Regions from separate parts of the Mus musculus genome. Here regions 2 and 3 are each linked to region 1. Evidence: chromatin contacts called from public promoter capture Hi-C data. All regions are on one chromosome and are shown on one strand. Each heading gives the region's core, a stretch centred on a gene start, on an enhancer-like site or on the middle of the called end of the contact. The rest is flanking DNA. Distances are from core to core; before and after follow the strand shown.

Region 1 (4,086 bases), core at 1,180-3,679:
TGGCACAGGGTGTCCTGACTTACTTACACACATACCCAAACACACTAAGCAGTAATCAAAAATTAAAAACAAAAAGTATCTTTTTTTTTGTTAAATTATTGGTTGAAAGCCAGGATTCATATGAAATGTTCCAAAACATTTCCAAAACAACCTGTCCCTATGATTTATTGATTTACCCAAATTTTCCCTTTTATGAATTTTACAATTAACATAATGCTGGTGACTAAACCCAGTGAGCAAAATAATAATAAAATTTGCATTATTTGTATATAAAATTTGTATAATTTGAATAATCCAAGATAGAATTTTTTAACTGAATTCTTGGAGTAGCAACTAGAAAGGCTGTTTATTACTGAGCTAGTACAACATACTTCGTTCCTTTGTACACACTGTCCTTAATTTGTATTTAAGTGATTACACAAACTTAGTCAGCAATTCAAAGTCCTGCTTTGGCACAAGGGTTTTTGTTTTTGTTTTTTTAAAGATTTATTTATTTTTATTTAGATGAGTACACTGTAGCTGTCTTCAGACACACCAGAAGAGTGCATCAGACCCCATTACAGATGGTCTGTGAGCTACCATGTGATTGCTGGGAATTGAACTCAGGACCTCTGGAAGAGTCAGTGCTCTTAACTCACTGAGCCATCTCTCCAGCCCTGGCACAAGTTCTTAAAGACTTGATTATCTTAAAAGTAAAACCAGTGACAGACAACTAAATATCAGAGATAGTATTTTTTTTTTTTAAAATGGAAAGCAACTTGTTCAACTTGTTAGTCAGGGCCATGAGACAGCTGACTTAAAAATGACCACACAGCTTCTGGTTTATCCCTTTCAGCCGTAAACATAAAGCCATTTCTCACAACATTACCAGATTTCTATCTGGAAGATAGGAATGATCACATAGAAAGATTTTATTCAAGCTAACAAAAAAGTACCTCACACTGAGAGACTGTCTTAACATACTGGGAAAGGCTTGAAAAAACAGCCTTAAAAACTATTTTCTCACCCAAAACATCAGATAAAAAGGTGTTAAATCTTTTGTTTACTTGACGCCTGAGAAGTCAAAAGCAGATCAGATTTGTAATAATTAACTTCCTTACTGTACTGGCTTGCCACAAGAAAGCAAGTGTGGATTAAATGACATCATTAGCTTGGATTCCCAATAAAGCTGGAATACTTCAATTTGCAACAGTTAGCTAAAAATAAAGACCTACCATTTGTATGAGGGAGTGGCAGGCGGTTCTAGTTTTATTTATAAGATTTCTTTATTTAAGAATGATGCTTACTGTAAAATAAACAGGAGACTGACTGAAATACATACTTTTTAGTTTTCACCTGAAAAACTGTTCTACCACAAGAAAAAAGAATGAAGATTTTGGTCTCAAAACAGGACATTTCTGTTTCTCTAAGATTTATCACTGCCTTGAAACCTCGTAGAAAAAAAATACTGCAATTGGTACAATTTCAAAATTAAACAGCATATAGATTAGCATTCCTAGAACTGAAGTGATGTCTGCCTTAACTGTCATTGTCGCCTTGGCGTTGTTATTTTCTGGGCTGCAAGTGCCAAGGGACATGAGAGATTTTCGTCTGTGAATGATTTCTGAGAAAGGTGACGCTTTTTAGACACTTAAGTCACTCTAGGGTTTTCTTTTTCTTTTTCCAGGTAATACAGTAATGTTCAAAAGTTAAACCACTGGCTCCTAACCCGTGCGTTCTAACCGCCTTGAGGGGTGGGTGACACACAAGAGATGCACAGAGAAGTTGCACCGGTCTGCGGTGAAGACCTTTCCGGCGCGCCTTCCTCCTAGGCCCAGGGCGAGCTTCCGCCGGGAGGCCGAGGAGGACCCAGACCTCCTCCGGAGCCCGCACGAGCCTAGTTCGGAGTCCGGGGGAGCCGCCTGACCCGCGCCCCGCGCCGCTACCTCCGCCACCTCGGGGCCCGCGCGGCTCGCGACCCTCAGCGGCCGCAAGCTGCAGTGCATCCCCGCGCTGTGCGGAGCCCGGGCCGAGAGAGAGCCGCGCGCCCCCGCCGCGGCCTAGCCCTCGCCGCCCCGCCGCGCCACCCAGCCCTCACTTACCAGCTGCTGCCGGACCCAGCGCCACATGCCCCCGCCGTCGCCGACGCCGTCGTGGCCCGCCGGACGCGGGACCGAGCGGCAGCAGGTGGAAGAGGACTCCGAGTGTGACCGGAGCAGGCGAGCCCCTCGGGCTTAAGTTCTGCTCTCTGCTGTCCCCGCTTTTCTACCCGAGTCGGGTCCCCATCCCGCCACCCCGGCCCGGAGGTCCTACAGGCGCGGCCTGGCTGCCAACCGCGCCCGGCGCAGCACTACTCCCCGCTGAGCCGCCGCCACCTTCATCTCTGACCGTTGTCACCCGAAGCACCGCCGCCCCCACGGCGCCGCCCCGCCCTCGCCCGCCATGGGCCCGCCCCCACGGCGCCGCCCCGCCCTCGCCCTCCATGGTCCCGCCCCCAAGCCCTGTGCCCCTCCCTCACCTGCTCTGGACCCGCCCGCTTCTTTACCTCTCGGAGGCCCACCCTTCCGTGTTTCCGCGCGGGTTTGCCCGCCCCTTTCCGGGGCGGTTTGTCGCGAAAACGTGAGCGCTGTCAGGCTCGCCGGCTCTGTGGGCCTTTTTCGAGTTTTTGTATCTTGGCCGGCTAGGCTGTAGCAACTCCTCGAAGAGGAGTTGGCTCTGCCCTGTCACAGATCTTCCCCCTCCCCCACCAACCCCCCCCCCCATCCACCCCAACATTCGGATCCACACCAGCAAATGTATGTGACCAAAAGGTCTGTGCCCAGACCATTAAATTATCAAAGACTTACATTTGGAGAGGGAGATGATTATGATCAAACTAAATTGTACAAAATTCTTATAGACTTGGTAAAAAAAATTTTTTTAATTGTCAAAGGCATTTAATTGCTTCACACATAACTCAGCGAGTAACCAAAGTGGACTAATATTGGGGAAAGTTTGAGATTTCTCTGTGAGAGTCCAGCCTGCACCTCAATTTCTGGAGCTATTGCTGAGTTCCTATCCTGATGAATTAAGCTGGAAAGGCTAAGGGGAGAGACTTTCCTCGGAAAGCTAATTGCTAAGCATGCAATGAAAACTACCTCCAAAGTAGCGTGACCTCTCTAACAAGGGTGTGGATAACTTTTAAGAAGGCCCATACAAGCAACTGGAACAAGTTTATACTGTCTAAAAGCAGCCACCTGTTCGTCTTCGTCGTACTCTCTTTTTCCTGAATTAAAACACGTCACCATCAGACATTTGTAATTTGAAAAGTAACATTCTGCAAAAACCTAAATCTAAGCTACGGTGATTAGACAAATCTGTCTTTTGGTTTCAGTAGTCATGTCTTAGTTAATCCAGCATTGCAATTAGAGTCTTTCAGTTATCTATGGCCTATAAAATCTGCAATGGAGCCCTTTAATCCCTTTTTAATCCCTGCACTCGGGAGACACAGGCAGGCAGATTTCTGAGTTCGAGACCGGCCTGGTCTACAAAGTGAGTTCCAGGACAGCCAGGGCTATACAGTGAAACCCTGTCTCGGGGGGGGGGGGGGGGGACCTGCAATAATTTTTTTTTAATATTATAAATTACCCAAATTTAGGACAGATATTTAAAAAGAAAAAGGAACCTTCGTTTTGCTCTTATGCCCGACCCTTACTCTGTGACACCAGCATAAAGTTACTGGAATGCTTTTAGAGAAAACAAAATGTTACTTCCGTTCTAAGGCAGTGTCCCAGAACCCACTGCGTCAAGCTCTACCCGATACTCTAATTGGGTCTCTGAAGTACGTATTATCCCGATTGTGCAGATGGAGAAGCTCAAGTTAAATAATTCGGCAAAACTGTGATTTGGATTATGGATAATCGGACAGTAGAACCTGTGTTCTTAAGCTATATTCCTAAACAAACTTACTTCTCACATCTCGTTTCTCAGTGACTTGGTTACAAAGTAGGCCTGGAAATGTTTTATTTATATGCCACCAAAATTTGTCAAGAAAACCTGTAAAACAGCAACCTAGAGGATGCATTACATATCATTGAACTGGCTTCCAAATTTCTAAAGGTGGAAGTG
Region 2 (4,086 bases), core at 998-3,497, 1.6 Mb before region 1:
GACTTGACACATATTACAAATGAAATCACAATAAAAATGTAAGGTTGGCATTAAAATAATTAACCTATTTGTGGAAACTAAAGCATGATTACTGAATAACAGACACAAAATCTCCTATTAAATAAAAGGGTAAAACTCCATATAACTACTGCCAAGTTTATGCTATCTACTGTATCAACTATGTTTTGTTTCACTTTCAGTGTGACAGTAACTTATCATCTCTTCCTTAGAAATCTTCATTTTACTCTTTCAAACCCTTTGCCTCCTAAGTCCTTAAAGATGTTTATCATTTGTTGTGGGTGGGTAGGGGGGTGGCATTAAGAGTTCTGGTCTCCTTTCTAGAGTATGTTTAAATGGTAAGAATCAAGTCTGTGAGTGAGAAATAATCCAAAACAACTGGAAAAACCCATAGGTATTTCAAACTCAGTCTGTATTGAATTATGTTAAAAAAGGTTTTCCCAGATAAAAGGATGGATTTCAACAATCTGCAAGAAAAGTCTTATACAACAGATATCAAAATTAATACTCACAAGAGATCTTTTAACATTTGAAGACTCTATTTCAATTTTGACTAGAAACTGAAGAAGTATCTTAGCATCCCTAACTTGGGAAGATTTCTAAATGATTCTGAAGAGACTCCAATAGGCTATTAGTAATACAACTCAAAATGTCTTATTTTCTAAGAGGTTGGATGTGAAACAGCAATGGCAGTAACAGGGATGGGAAGATGGGCAATTTCCAAAGTGACCAGGCACCTCTGGTAACTGTTCTTGGCACGGCACTAACACAACCTGATTTTTGTTCTGCTGTGACTGGCACTAATGCCTTCCACAAACAGGTCAGTTCTGTTGCTCGTCAGACTGTTTCCTTAGCTTTCTATCTGCCACGGGAGAGCAAAGTCAGATTATGTAAATGGCATACTGACTTCAGAAATTGTCTTTTCATAAGATCACATCTCATTTGCTTTTCAGGGGTTACGTTTAAAAGCTCTGCGTTTTTTTGATAGGTATAACTAGGATTTTCATCTCCTCAGAACTAAGTCTGGTGTCCTCTCCAGTCTACTCCTAACACTATAATCTAACCACAACACTCCACTGCTTAGCAGCCTCTCAGAAAATAGTCTTTACTCCTGTTTAGCACAGGGAGTTCCTATAAAAGTGAGTCACATCCTTTCACTTCTGTACTGAGAATCTTACAAAGTCTCCCTAACTCACTCACATAAAGGCCTTGTCCCCACACAGCACGAAAACCCACACTTCTTCCTTTCTGACTCATCTGCTGTGCTCAGGCCTTCTCTGTGCTTTTAGACTATGCAAAGCATGCTCCCTGTCTCAGTATTTCTAAGTGTCCCTCTTTCTGGAATGTTCTTCTTCAAGGAACCTACTGCCTAAGCTATCTTTAACCTATCATAAACCATAACCTCTAACACTAGAACATCCAAATTCCTAAATCATGGTGATGTAAGATTTATTTAGGTTTAGCAGCCTTTTGATAGTCATCAGATCAAATGATATTCAGGAATGTCTAAAAGGCAGCTTCCACCCCCCTCTCCTCCCCCCCCCCACCCCGGTGTGTGTGTTTGTGTGTATGAGCGCGGGAATGCCTGCCTATCTGTCTGACTAATATTCGTTTCTGGGTTTCAGAAATCTATTTAAAATTAGTATTAATTATGACTCTGAAAACTGTCCAAGTGTAACTTTTCGGATGCGATACGTGCCTTGAAAAAAAACCAATAGATTATAGGTAAATGATTTAATACTTTACTTCACTCACAAAATATTATGACTTTACATCCTTTGAGTTCCCATTGGGAAAACTTAAGGCAGGAAAACTGGCTTCTACCATAAGGACAAACTTACCCCAGGAACCTAAGGAGATTTAAGGATTACAACCTGAGTGTCTGCGACGTGAGGCAGCGGCTTTGGGAATGCGCCACGTTTTACTCAGCACACTAGGAAAAGATTGCTTTGCACTGTTTTCAGCCCAGGAGAAGGCCCACGCCGTCCTCGGTCCCAGGCTGGCGTCCCGCCCCGCAAGGACGCCCCCACCCACCCACCTCTCGGGCTCCATGCCGCCGCGCGCCCTCGGGCGGCTCTGGGCCGGAAGGCCGCAGGGCTGTTGGCCCGGTGTGTAAAGAGTCTGGGGACACGCGTGACGGAGCACTCGCCCCCACCCTCCCTGGCTTCCTGCCCCTAGGGTCCACGACCCTCCTCACCACGCGCGGATCTGCACAGCGCCGGAACCCAGCCAGTCCCGCCTGCTTGAGCGCGGTCAGAGCTCTCTTGTCTTTCCATTGGGCGCAATGGTCGTCAATCACGGAAGCTGGTGGGCGGGCTTGCGCGCTGAGCGCTGCTATAGCAACCGCCTGTCGGGAGCAAACGCGGGCCGCGGAGGGGAGAGCGGCTGTTGCGCGGGCGCGGGCAGGGGCGCAGGGAGGGGATATGGTGAGTGCTGTGGGACCCTGGTGTTCTTCCCAGCTTACTGCCTTCCGTGTCAGGATCTTTAGTAGCTAAGCCAGGGAGAACAGAGATGGGTCTCCCTTTCCATTTATCCACCAACGCCTGCAGTCTATGAGGGTTGGCCCAGCGATAAAGAGATACGACCCTGGGGCACGGAGACCACTGCAGACAGACTTCAAGACAGGGAAGCGAGCATAGCAGAGGCCATCAACCTCGGGCCACCAACATCCTGCGGGCCATCAACTCAGCCGCTGAAGGAACAGGAACCACTGAGGGTCAGGGAGCCACCAACTCATCTGCTGACTGGAAGTGGGGTACCTAGCTAACCACTGATGATCAGGGGACCAGCAATTCTTTCACGGAGAGGAAGGGGCCCACTGACTCAATCCTGATGGCCAGGGGCTCATCAACTCAGGCCACTCAAAGCTAAAGGGTCACTGACTTCTTGCTGAAAAAAAAAAAAAAAAATGATGACTCAGGTGACTTCCCTAGGCTCTAGAAGACCACTCAGGCCACTCAAAGCTAAAGGGTCACTGACTTATTGCTGAAAAAAATGGTGACTCGGGTGACTGCCCTAGGCTCTAGAAGACCACTCAGGCTCATCAACTCAGGCCACTTAAAGGGTCACTGACTTCTTGCTGAAAAAAAAAATGGTGACTCAGGTGGCTGCCCTAGGCTCTAGAAGACCACTCATCAGAATCTGCAGCTCTAGAACCAAGAATCCGAAGTGACCACAGCCAATAGGCCACTTAGATCCTCAGCCACCTCCAGGGCTTCCCCACTCCACTTGCAGAGAGGAGAATCTACAGTGATTCTGTGACCTACTTTGGTGACATAAAGAAGCAAACAGCAGACAGATCCTTCATCTTCCACATGTTGGGTGTATCCGCATAATTGGTCAAACATTCTCATGCGTATCTGTGGAGCAGACGTTCACCATAACCAGGGTTTTTTACTTTTGTGTTTTTGTGGTGCAGGATGATTGTGTTCTAGTATGCATGCCCCTGTGCTGTTTGCTGCTTTGTGGGTTCTTTTCTCTTCCACTCTTTCCTACTCTTTAAACCCTCTAATGCTAGATAGGAGAGAGAGAAAAAGAGTAGAGGGGAAAGGAATGGCGTTATCATTAAACTACTTCCTACTGATTAGGGGTGTAGAGTTCTTTGGGACAAGTTTGATCTTTGCTGCCAGGATATCTAACTTCTTTGCACAGGACTACTTAACAAACCCAACCAACCAACCACCACCAACAACAACCCCACCTCTTGAGGCCTCAGCATGTGTATACCTTCTGAAAAGTTGCCAGAATTCCAAAAGTCACACATTCGAAGAAACTATCTGCAGCTGACAAAATCACACCCCTGCTAGAGCACGAGGCAAATCATAGTCAGCTGCTGTGGACAGTCTGAAGCAGCCCCATATCCCACACCTGGGATTAGAATGAAAACGTATTCCCACAACATTTCTGTGTTTTTCAAAGAAAATAAAATTCTCACTACATCAAGCAAGTACTGTGATACATGTATGAGAAGTGCACATTTCTTAAAATAATACTGTTCTCATAAGCTAACTGCACTCTGATATACCACACAGTTTTATGCTAGTTTACTTAGCTGCTTCTCCCTTCAAA
Region 3 (4,086 bases), core at 926-3,425, 1.1 Mb before region 1:
CAATGGATCAAGGCCACAGAGTATCCACAGATCTATGGCTATCCAGCTCAGCCACAACTCATTGTACACCAACTGCATCATGAAGAGAAGCTGAAAGCTAATGTAAGAACCTGCTGAATAATCTTCACACAGCAAATAATTCAAGAGAAACAGAGGCACTTCTTTTCTCTTCCTCTACTATTTCATTCTTTACCAGAAGCTCAAAATGGTCTCTGCTATATAGTACTTTATAAATATCTATTAAATGAATTCAATCGTTTTTATCCATGTCTTTTACTATTCTCTTTAGAACCCAAAATTTAAAAAAAAGAGAGAGAAAGAAAGAAAGAGAGAGAAAGGAAGAAAACATTTCAAGTTGGGTAATTGTTGCAAACCTATACCAAGAAGCTGAGGCAGGAGAATCTCTAGTTCCAGGCAAGCCTTGGCTGCAGAGATCTTTATCTGTACTTAAAAGGCAAATTACTACAACAATAACAAGCGCACACAGAGACATATAAATATTCTTTTCTAAGCATTTTGTAAACATGAGCAAATAATAGAGCAAGCAAAAGAAAAGCAAACTGGCACCCGGCGATGGTTGGTCCCTCCCCTGGGCGTTCCTATGCCAATGCAAAAGTTAAGCACTTGAGTTAATTATCAATCAGGTATCCAGGTATCAGCAGTCCAAAATGCAGATGGAATGATTTGTGGGTCACAGATGGACTGAATCACAAATGAAGCATAAAGTTAACTTTTCTCTATCTGGACTTTAATAAGAAATTAGATTTTTTTTAAATCTTAGGCAGAAATACTTACACAAGATTTCTTGTTTTATTTTGTTTAGTTTTTTAATCTTCAATGTTGTTTATCTTTCCTCTTCTGAAGGTCCTTCTGCAGCGCTTCATCTTAACAAGTCTGAAAAGACCAGCATATCAATCAATTAGAAAAGGTATCCTAACTTTGTTGGTAGAGCAACCGTTTCAAACTAAATTATTTAAACACACCAGGAAACTCTTCAGTATTTGGTCCAATGTTACATTCCTACACCTCAAATAAGACTAAAATAATTTAAGAACCACTTTATATGTAAAAGAAACATAGGAGTCCACGAGGTAGGAGTCAGGATGCTAATGGTGACGTTCTACCTGCGAGGCACACTTAAAAGTGCAGCCTTGAAAGAATGTTTCTACTGACACCGAGTCTGCTGGAAAGAACTGTGCCTTCATTTCCTCTCTACTCTGGGCACCTGGCACATTTTATCACAGGGCACTTGCCTTGCAAACTTTTAAGGCATTTGAGTAATGGGGGGGGGGTGGCATGCTAACTGAGGGGCCATAAAGTGAGAAAGTCAGGTTTGAAACAGTTCTGTTCCAAGGTTCTCAGCTACAAAGTGGGGAAAGGCTTCACCTTTTTGTTACAAACTGTATGAGCGCATATTAAAATAGCACATAGCAGTCATTGCTAAGTCAAATATTCTGACTAACTCATCCACTTTTATACTTGTCAGATTAAATCTGCTTCGTTGTCATGCACGGGATGAAAGCAGCAACGCGAAACCACCTGAAACCTACTTTCTCCGTTCCAGAACCCATGACTGCTCAGAGGAAATTTACAAGAATTCGTCCCCTTTACCGGACATCCCACTGTCAACACCACAACCGATGGGGCGAGGAAGGAAGAAATCTAATATTCCCCGGATGGAAGATAACCCTTGTGGACCTTCCTCTGGCAGGAGAGGTGTCCACTCAGGTATGCCCTACCAGACGAGGGCCGAGCCAACCCGGGGCGCTCGGCCCTGCCCACCCCGCCAGGTCCGCGCGCCCGCCCCCCCCGCCCGCAACCCCAGCACCCGGCTGTCAGGGCCTGCTAGGCCTCCACCTTAACCTCCGACCTCCGACCTCCGACCCCCAGGCCCGCGCCACAGCCGCGACCCCGCAAACCTTCCAGACTCACCCGGAAAGGCGCTGCCCACCTCGCCACCTCCCAGCCCTCACCGCGCGCAGCCTCTCGAGCTCCTCTCACTTGACAGCACAACAGCCCCGAGTCGGGACCTCCGCTGATGCTTACACCCTCAGCCTGTAGCACGTCCAGCTCGGCCCGCCGCCTCGGACACCCATGGGGCGGAGGAGTAGAGCCGAGGCAGGAGTGGAGGCCAGCGGCACCGCAGCTGCGTCAACTGGCAGCGTATCACGTCAAGGCGCCAGCGCCTCCGTGTACGCCACTCTGGCCCCGCCCAAGAACCGAGTTAGCCCCGCCCCTCACTGGCACCAGGCCCGAACGGAGAAGCGCCGCTTGGGCCGGGGGCGGGGCCGGGGCGGGGCGGGCCGGGGCGGAGGCGGGGCCTTGGAAGGCCGGGGCAGAGGACAGGGCTTAGGCCCTAGGGATGAGATCTAGGTCAATGGGGCAAAGCCTGAGCTTCAGGACCAAACTAAAGACTAAAGTTGGAACCTGTGCCTAGAGGCGAATCCTGTTTTTACAAGAGAACAGGCCTGAGCAGAGGGGCGGGGCCATGTCCACAGGGCGTAGCCTAGTCTGAGAGACACAGGTCACTACTGATTTGAAAACTACCTTGTTCCAGATTCCAATTGTGGCGTGGGGGTTGTAAACATCGTCCTGATAATGTAGACAGTATAATCAACGTAGGAAAAGGAAGCCAGAAAAAGGAGAGTCTGCTAGCTATGGCATGCATCTCACAGAAGATGCATTTGATGTATGAAACACTGACCTAGGAAATTAACCAAATATTTTAATTTTTCACAAATTAAAACCTAAGGCTCAGGAAGTTGAAGTACTTTGTCAGTTTAGAGATCTAGGATTTGAGCCCCAGCGCCACAGCTTCCAGTACATTCTCTACACTACCTGTCAATATCTAAGCCTCTGGTTCTAAGAGTTCAGGTCACTCAACATTTCCACTTGGGGGTGGGAGCATCCACTTTTAAACAGATGTGAAGCCAGATATAATAAATAAATAAATAAAGTCTTAGCAAGAGTTCTTTGAACTAGAAGTGACTGAGATATGATTCAGTTTCCCCAAAACAAAACAAAACTGAAACTAAATTGCTCCAGAGATAAGAAGATCTTAGGATAGCAAGAAGAGAAGTATAATTCACAGCAGACTTCCTCTACAGTGAGTGAGGAATTGGAGAATCTGAACACTTACTTGTCTCCTTTCTTCTTATCCCCTGAGGAAGAGCCACCCTGAGCTACAGGTGTAAAAGAGATGACATCTTCAAGATGAGTTATTCATCGTAGAGCTTTTCTATTCCAAGGGCCTCTAACCCTGGGAAGATGATTAAGCAAAGAGTTCAGGGTGGCTCAGGAAATTTACATAGCAACACTTCCTGGCTCTTGAACCTTCCCCCTACTTTGACTTTTCACCAGCATGTGAAAAATGCAGATGGTGTCAGAAAAAGAAAAAGAAAAAAAAACTGCCTCCAGCAAATACAATGTGAACTTCTCTAGCTGGACATAGCTAAAGTATGCATAGCATCCCAGCACATTGGAAAAGCCTGGGTTTGAGACCAATAGAGAAACTTCTGGACCAGCCTGAGCTACATCAAAAAGAAAAAAAAAAAAAAGAATTTCATAACAAAAACCAGGTAATGATATTTTGTGCTATAACTTTTTTTCTTTGAAATCACAGCCAGTTCACAGGAAGTAGCAGTCATACAAAATGTTCTTTTCCACTCCCTCTGATGGTTCTGCCTTATATGAGTATAGTACAATATGAAAACATACTTTACGCTGGTATGATGTGGCTCTATGCCACTTTGTCACGTCTAAGTTCATGTAACCATCACAGCACATCATACAGAGATTTCCTTCCTACTGTTCTTTATGGTCATTTCCCACTCTTTCTCAAGGCCTATCCCTAATCCCTGGTGTGCTGGATAGTTTTAGGTTAACTTGACACAAGCTAAAGTCATCTGAGAGGAGGGAACCTTAATTATAAAAATGCCTACATAAAATCTGGCTGTAGGCAAGTCTATAGGACATTTTCTTAGTAGTGATTGATGGGAGAGGGCTCAGCCCTTGTAGGTGGTGCTATCCCTGTTGGGTCCTGGGCTCTATAAGAAAGCAGGCTGAACACGCCACGGGAAGCAATCC

The links. Promoter capture Hi-C pulls out the DNA fragments that hold promoters and counts their contacts. Capture Hi-C pulls out chosen DNA fragments and counts their contacts.
Region 2: a promoter capture Hi-C map of adipose tissue shows a contact between it and region 1, with 4 times the contacts expected there. The contact joins the promoter of Bbs12 here to the promoter of Atp11b in region 1. A contact is called at or near these places in 2 of 39 promoter capture datasets (liver and pre-B cells) and 1 of 9 other capture datasets (adipose tissue).
Region 3: a promoter capture Hi-C map of pre-B cells shows a contact between it and region 1. The contact joins the promoter of 4932438A13Rik here to the promoter of Atp11b in region 1. A contact is called at or near these places in 2 of 39 promoter capture datasets (liver and pre-B cells), 1 of 115 datasets of contacts at active chromatin or transcription factors (fibro-adipogenic progenitors) and 1 of 9 other capture datasets (adipose tissue).

The regions. Positions count from the first base shown.
Region 1 is chr3:35,752,406-35,756,491 of GRCm38.p6, reverse strand. Atp11b (ATPase, class VI, type 11B) reads right to left here and starts at 2,429. Exons shown (of 30, transcript NM_029570.4): 1 at 2,082-2,429. The coding sequence starts at 2,108.
Region 2 is chr3:37,310,715-37,314,800 of GRCm38.p6, reverse strand. It overlaps Bbs12 (Bardet-Biedl syndrome 12 (human)), which reads right to left and starts at 2,247. Exons shown (of 2, transcript NM_001008502.2): 1 at 2,216-2,247. It overlaps Cetn4 (centrin 4), which reads left to right and starts at 2,355. Exons shown (of 5, transcript NM_145825.2): 1 at 2,355-2,444. The coding sequence starts at 2,442.
Region 3 is chr3:36,861,195-36,865,280 of GRCm38.p6, reverse strand. 4932438A13Rik (RIKEN cDNA 4932438A13 gene) reads right to left here and starts at 2,175. Exons shown (of 86, transcript NM_172679.2): 1 at 1,933-2,175; 2 at 796-894.